Regions from separate parts of the Mus musculus genome. Here region 1 is linked to region 2. Evidence: chromatin contacts called from public promoter capture Hi-C data. All regions are on one chromosome and are shown on one strand. The core of a region is the stretch at or near the end of the contact, and the rest is flanking DNA. Distances in the headings are between cores, read along the strand shown. Region 1 holds the start of Cetn3 (centrin 3). Region 2 holds the start of Ice1 (interactor of little elongation complex ELL subunit 1).

The links. Promoter capture Hi-C pulls out the DNA fragments that hold promoters and counts their contacts.
Region 1: a promoter capture Hi-C map of liver shows a contact between it and region 2, with 2.8 times the contacts expected there. The contact joins the promoter of Cetn3 here to the promoter of Ice1 in region 2. A contact is called at or near these places in 2 of 39 promoter capture datasets (liver and pre-B cells) and 1 of 484 Hi-C or Micro-C datasets (CD4 T cells).

What each region holds. Positions count from the first base shown.
Region 1 is chr13:81,781,802-81,784,501 of GRCm38.p6, reverse strand. Cetn3 (centrin 3) reads right to left here and starts at 1,255. Exons shown (of 5, transcript NM_007684.4): 1 at 1,145-1,255. The coding sequence starts at 1,161.
Region 2 is chr13:70,636,381-70,639,080 of GRCm38.p6, reverse strand. Ice1 (interactor of little elongation complex ELL subunit 1) reads left to right here and starts at 1,447. Exons shown (of 19, transcript NM_144837.3): 1 at 1,447-1,564. The coding sequence starts at 1,484.

The sequences.
Region 1 (2,700 bases), core at 6-2,505, about 11 Mb before region 2:
TTATAAGAGAAATCCTAAACAAAGTCAAAAGCACCGAAAACACCATACATATTATTCATGTCATCTACCAAAAATAAAGAACAAAACAATGTCATCTACCAAAAATAAAGAACAAAACAATCAACCAGAATAGACTTGATTTTGGACAGCTTATAAATTCTCACAATTACTACAAAAAAACAACCATAAAACTTAAAAGATTACTTTTGCACTGTAAGCTCAAAATGTTTTTAGATTATACATTTGTAACACTGCTTTGTGGTTTTATTCCACTGATATTAGCCAGGCAAAATATAAAAGGGTCTAAACATTCAAATACTAGACACCAAAAAAAAAAAAAAAAAAAAATCACAGCATCTAATAGTCGTGCTTAAGTCTACGTGATGTTTAAAAGTGTTTTAACTCTCACTTAACATGTAAACGATAGGTTAAACGTCTTAAAACTCTGGAGAAGCTTAAAGAAAAATCTAAAAAGGGCACTTGGATCTGAAAATGTCTGCCTTCAAAAGCTGCCAATGCAAAAAGCGGTCCAAATGTGTAAACGAGGATACAGCACGTGTATCCGCACGTTCTAAAAGATGGAAGCTTTAAACCTCAAACCCTTGAAACTCGGCTAACTAACTGCTCGCGCTATTTACGTCTGGACGCCGTCGGGCTCAGGGACGCCGGCCCAGTGGCCCACGTGACCCCGGCTGCCCCCACTCGCCACACCCCCACGCCAGCTCCCGCCTCCTTCGTCACCCTGCGGAGCCAAAGGGGCGGCGCGGCGCGGCCCGCCCGGGGCACCTTTAACTGTAGATGGGCAAGGTGAGGAGCCAATGAGGGGAGGGATGGACGGAAGTGAAAGGACGGTGTCACGGAAACGAGCTCCACCCGAGACGCCTAGAGCACAGCGTGCCTCGGGGCCCGGGGAGAAAGGCGAGCGCTCCTGCGACTTTCCAGGGGGAATCAGGCAACCAGGGCTGAGTCCCGCAGTCGCGTGAGGGAAACCTCGCGAGACTTCACTCGGGCTGCGGCGGTGCCCGGAGGCGGGAACCGCCGAGGTCTGGTGCTCGGCGCTGGGCACCCGCCCCCGACCCGGTCTCCCGTCCACACCCGCCCTGGCCCTCTGGGGGGACGGAGGCACGGCCTCCTCGTTACCGACCTCAGAGCTAAACTCATTCTCTCTTCCGACAGAGATGTTCCACTCGGGGACTTTACCACGGGAACCGCTCAACAGCCACCAACCTCCACGCCTCGGGGACCACCCACCAGACAAGTTTCTGGGCGCGATTGGCTGAAATTGCCAACAGCCGGCCTATTGGGGCGGAAGCGTCGCTGCTCTTCTTTTTTCATTGGTCAGCATTCATGTCAATCAAGTACACATTTTTTGGCCCTGGTTGTCAGTCTGGCTCCCTGGATTGGCCAGGTTCTTTCCCGACTCCCTTGCGCGCGTATTAGAGTCACCACGCGAGACTCAGGCAGGCAAGGCGAGGCCCCACGCGTGACATGCACGGCGTCGACCGAGGGAAGGGAAAAGGCCAGCCCAAGCAGCCTGCTCAGAACGAGGGAGCAGTTTATTGGGGAACCAGGTCTGCGAAAAGATGTACAATTTTAGGTGGCCGGTGCACCTGAGAAACTTAAATCTAAAGGCGACATTCTTTATTCTTAGTTCAGTGAGGACCAAGCTAAGCGTTCTCCCCCGTACATCTCCCAAGTGATTTTAAGGCAGGCTGGATTATGGATTAGGCTTCTCGTTTTGCTGTTTTGTTAGGTCATTTACAATGAGACTAGCCAAACCACCCTTTTCTTCTGTGCGATTGGAAATGTGTGCTTGCTTCTGCTTCTCATTTTCTAGTGCTATAAAGTGTTTATGTGCGTCTTATCTTCACTGCCCACCAAGCCTCTTAAAGTTTACTTAGATCATCAGACTGCGAGCGAGACTGACTGTCTTCAAGGCCAGGGTTCTGTTTACACGAGTATTTGTACCAAACAAAATATCTGGAACTTAGGTGCTCCATAAATATTTGATGCATAAAATGAGGTATTATTGTGGAAAACTTGGAAACTACTGAGCTAACCTGCAGTGCTTATCGGTATAAATACAATAAACTGGGGCTAGGAATTAGAAACGGCAAATACTGTATGTAAGCTTATATGTGAACGAAGGACGCTGTGTAATTGGCTATGCATGAGTTAAGCTAGAGTGTAGATAGGAATTTGGACAAGTAAAGGATTGGGATAAAGCTAAAAAGTAATAGCTAAATGATAGCACTCCCAAAACCAAAGTAGAAAAATGTTGAAGAACTCAACTGGGCATGGTGCTACACATGTTTAATCCCAGCACCCAAGAGACATGTAAGCAGATCTTTGAATTCTTTACATTGTGAATTGCAGGCCAGCCAGGACTAGTAGTAGACCCTGCCTAAAATATAAAAATTAAGTACTTTTACTAACAAGTTTAAAAGGAAATTAGGCCAAGCAGTGGTGGCTCACGCCTTTAATCTCAGCACTTGGGAGGCAGAGGCAGGTGAATTTCTGAGTTCGAGGCCAGCCTGGTCTACAGAGTGAGTTCCAGGGCAGCCAGGGCTACACAGAGAAACCTTGTCTCGAAAAAACAAACAAACAAACAAAAAAAGGAAATTAGATTACGTCATATGTATACTAAAGAACACTAGTGAAAAAAAAAACTACTAAAATTTTAAGATTGTAAAACCAAGC
Region 2 (2,700 bases), core at 198-2,697:
AGATTTATTTATTATTATATGTAAGTACACTGTAGCTGTCTTCAGACACACCAGAAGAGGGAGTCAGATCTTGTTACGGATGGTTGTGAGCCACCATGTGGTTGCTGGGATTTGAACTCTGGACCTTCGGAAGAGCAGTCAGGTGCTCTTACCCGCTGAGCCATCTGACCAGCCCCTATCGTGGAGATCTTGAGGCATATACTGGCTATGAATCCCAAGAGATTAAGATTGGAAGCTCTCTGAGTTCAAGGTCATCTGGGACAAAGCAAGTCCCAGATCCAGGCATGGTGACACACACCTTTAATTTGGGCCGTATCTTCTGCTAGAGACCTACATAAGGACATTAGATGAAGAAAGATAGGCTCTCTCTTCTTTGCCTGCTTGCCCTGTGGAACTGAGCAACTGCTAGATCGTTGGACTTCCATTCACAGCTGCTGCTGACCATTGTTGGCGAGTTGGACTACAGAGTATAAGTCATCAATAAATTCCCTTACTATATAGAGTCTACCCATAAGTTCTGTGACTCTAGAGAACCCTCACTAATAAATGCAACACTGTTGTTGAGATTGGGACTTTGTAACCAGAAGATGAGGAGCCGCCAGAAACTTCCTAGTAGACAGATACTGATGGCAACAAAGTTTCTGAGGAGAGTGGATACAATGCTAGGATGTCAGCGAGAGTTCAAGCCCTGATTTCAAGTGGCTTTTAAAGCTGAATGAGGATTTCTTCTTTCCACCTCTCCAGCCTAAGGGTGAAGATGACTGGGAAACCGGCTCGAAGGGGTTTGTCTGGTTGGCTGCGTGCAGACACACCCCACACGTTAGTAGCAGAGCATGGAGCCCTAGAGGTTGGCCTCCAGGCGGTGCTCACCCTGCCGCTGCGAGGCACTCCGGGAATTGTAGTTTTTCTTCCGCTCCCTGCCTGTCTACTGGGAGAATAGTGCAGTAGCTCTGCAAGAAGCGTTCGCACTTTCCAAACCCAGGCTCGGGTCCTCCTTCGGTGGTCGGCATGCCAATGACATCGCAAAACCCCCGCCCCTTGGAGGCTGAAGGGATTTAGGCGTCTACACAGGGCCTGTAATGAGGCAGCTGACAGATGCACAGACAGTTCGTGAAGGCAGGCCCTGGCTCTTGTTCATCTCTTCCAAGATGTGTCCTAAGGCTTTGCTTTTTGTACGACCACGCTTCGTTCTGGCTTTTTGATCAGGCGGATCTGCGGGCAGCCCCGACGGGGGGCGGGGCTGGGTGGGGCGGGGACCTCGTGTGCTGTCGTCGCTTTGGGCCCTCGGGGCTGCGCCGCTCTCAAGTGCCCTGGGCTGCTTCGCTGGTCTGAGCCCTAGGCCGGCTCCACGGGGACCTTGGCGCACGCATGGACCTGCCCGCGCCCGGCGGGAAGCGGCCAGGCTGGCGGTGGCTGGGGCGGCGGAGCAGGGCCGAGGCAGCGGGCCCCTGAGCGCGCGCCCTGCAGGCCGGGCCGCAGCACCATGATGCCCGGCGAGACGCACCCGGCGGCGCCCGGGCCAGCCGACCTCGCGCGGTGTCAGGGCTGCGCCTCCCTGCAGCAGGTACGCAGGATCCCTGGCTGACCCTTTTGCGCCGTTTTGGGGGCGGGTGCCGGTGCTTTGTTTAATCACGGACAGAATTGGTTCAGCTGCTGCGATGCCGGCGGCGGACAGAGTGAGCGTGCTCTTCAGGACTCCTCGTCTTCCCGACTCAGGGTTTGCAGGGCCCAGTTTGGTTGGTGGGTGACGCTGTCTACGCGCGGAGGGAATCTTCCTCTCTGTGATGAAGGCCTCCTCGCACTCCTAATTATTTGTTGTTTGAAGGCAAGGGTTTTATGTTGCGTGCCCAGGTCGCTAGACTTCCAAGATTCCGGAACGGAACTGCATTTTAGCTTACACGTATCTATTAATATACTGCCAAGCTTAGCTTTTGTTAAGTAGCATGTTAGTTGTCTGATTAAAATTGTCCAATAAACATACGTGGGTCTAGGTAGTTTGTTACAGTGTCATGTCCTGTTCTTAACAATGGATCGCTGCAGATGGGTTCTAGGTTTTACTGATGCAATAGAAATAGTCCCCAGTGCTCAGGGCTGGAGACTCGCACAGCTTTCTGTCTTAGAGTTCCATTCACCTATTGTCAGTGGCAAAACGGAACTTGCCCTTGCTCCCGTTCAGTTCATCCCCTTTCTACCCAGTGTTCTAAGCACTGTTCATATTCTGGTAAACCACCTGGACACGGATAAGATGAACGTGCGCAAGTACGACTCGACAGGATTTTAGATGTTGGGAAGGAAATAATGGAAGATGTCAGGGGGTTCTGGTGAGGTGGTGTTGAGGCAGTGGGAGTTGTGAATGTTGAAAAGTAGCTCTGGAGATCGGTTTTAACAAGTGGGACGGTTTCTTGATGTTTGATGAGCAAAGCCTGTGGCAGCCTCGGGGTTGGTGAGACGAGATAAGGGATGCAGACTAGCTAGCTATCTGTGGAAGTTTGCTTTTTATTGTAAAGTGCAATGTCTCTGCGCCGATTCGTATGTTCTAGTTGCTTGGAGAATAGGAAATGGTTTGGCACTCTCATAGAGAAGATGGAGAGTCAAGCCATGTTGTAGCTAGGCCACATCGTGTAGGCATCTTATAACCCTCCCCTCCCTTAAAAGATTCTGAATGGAACGCTTCTTTAATGGACCATATTTGTGTTTTGA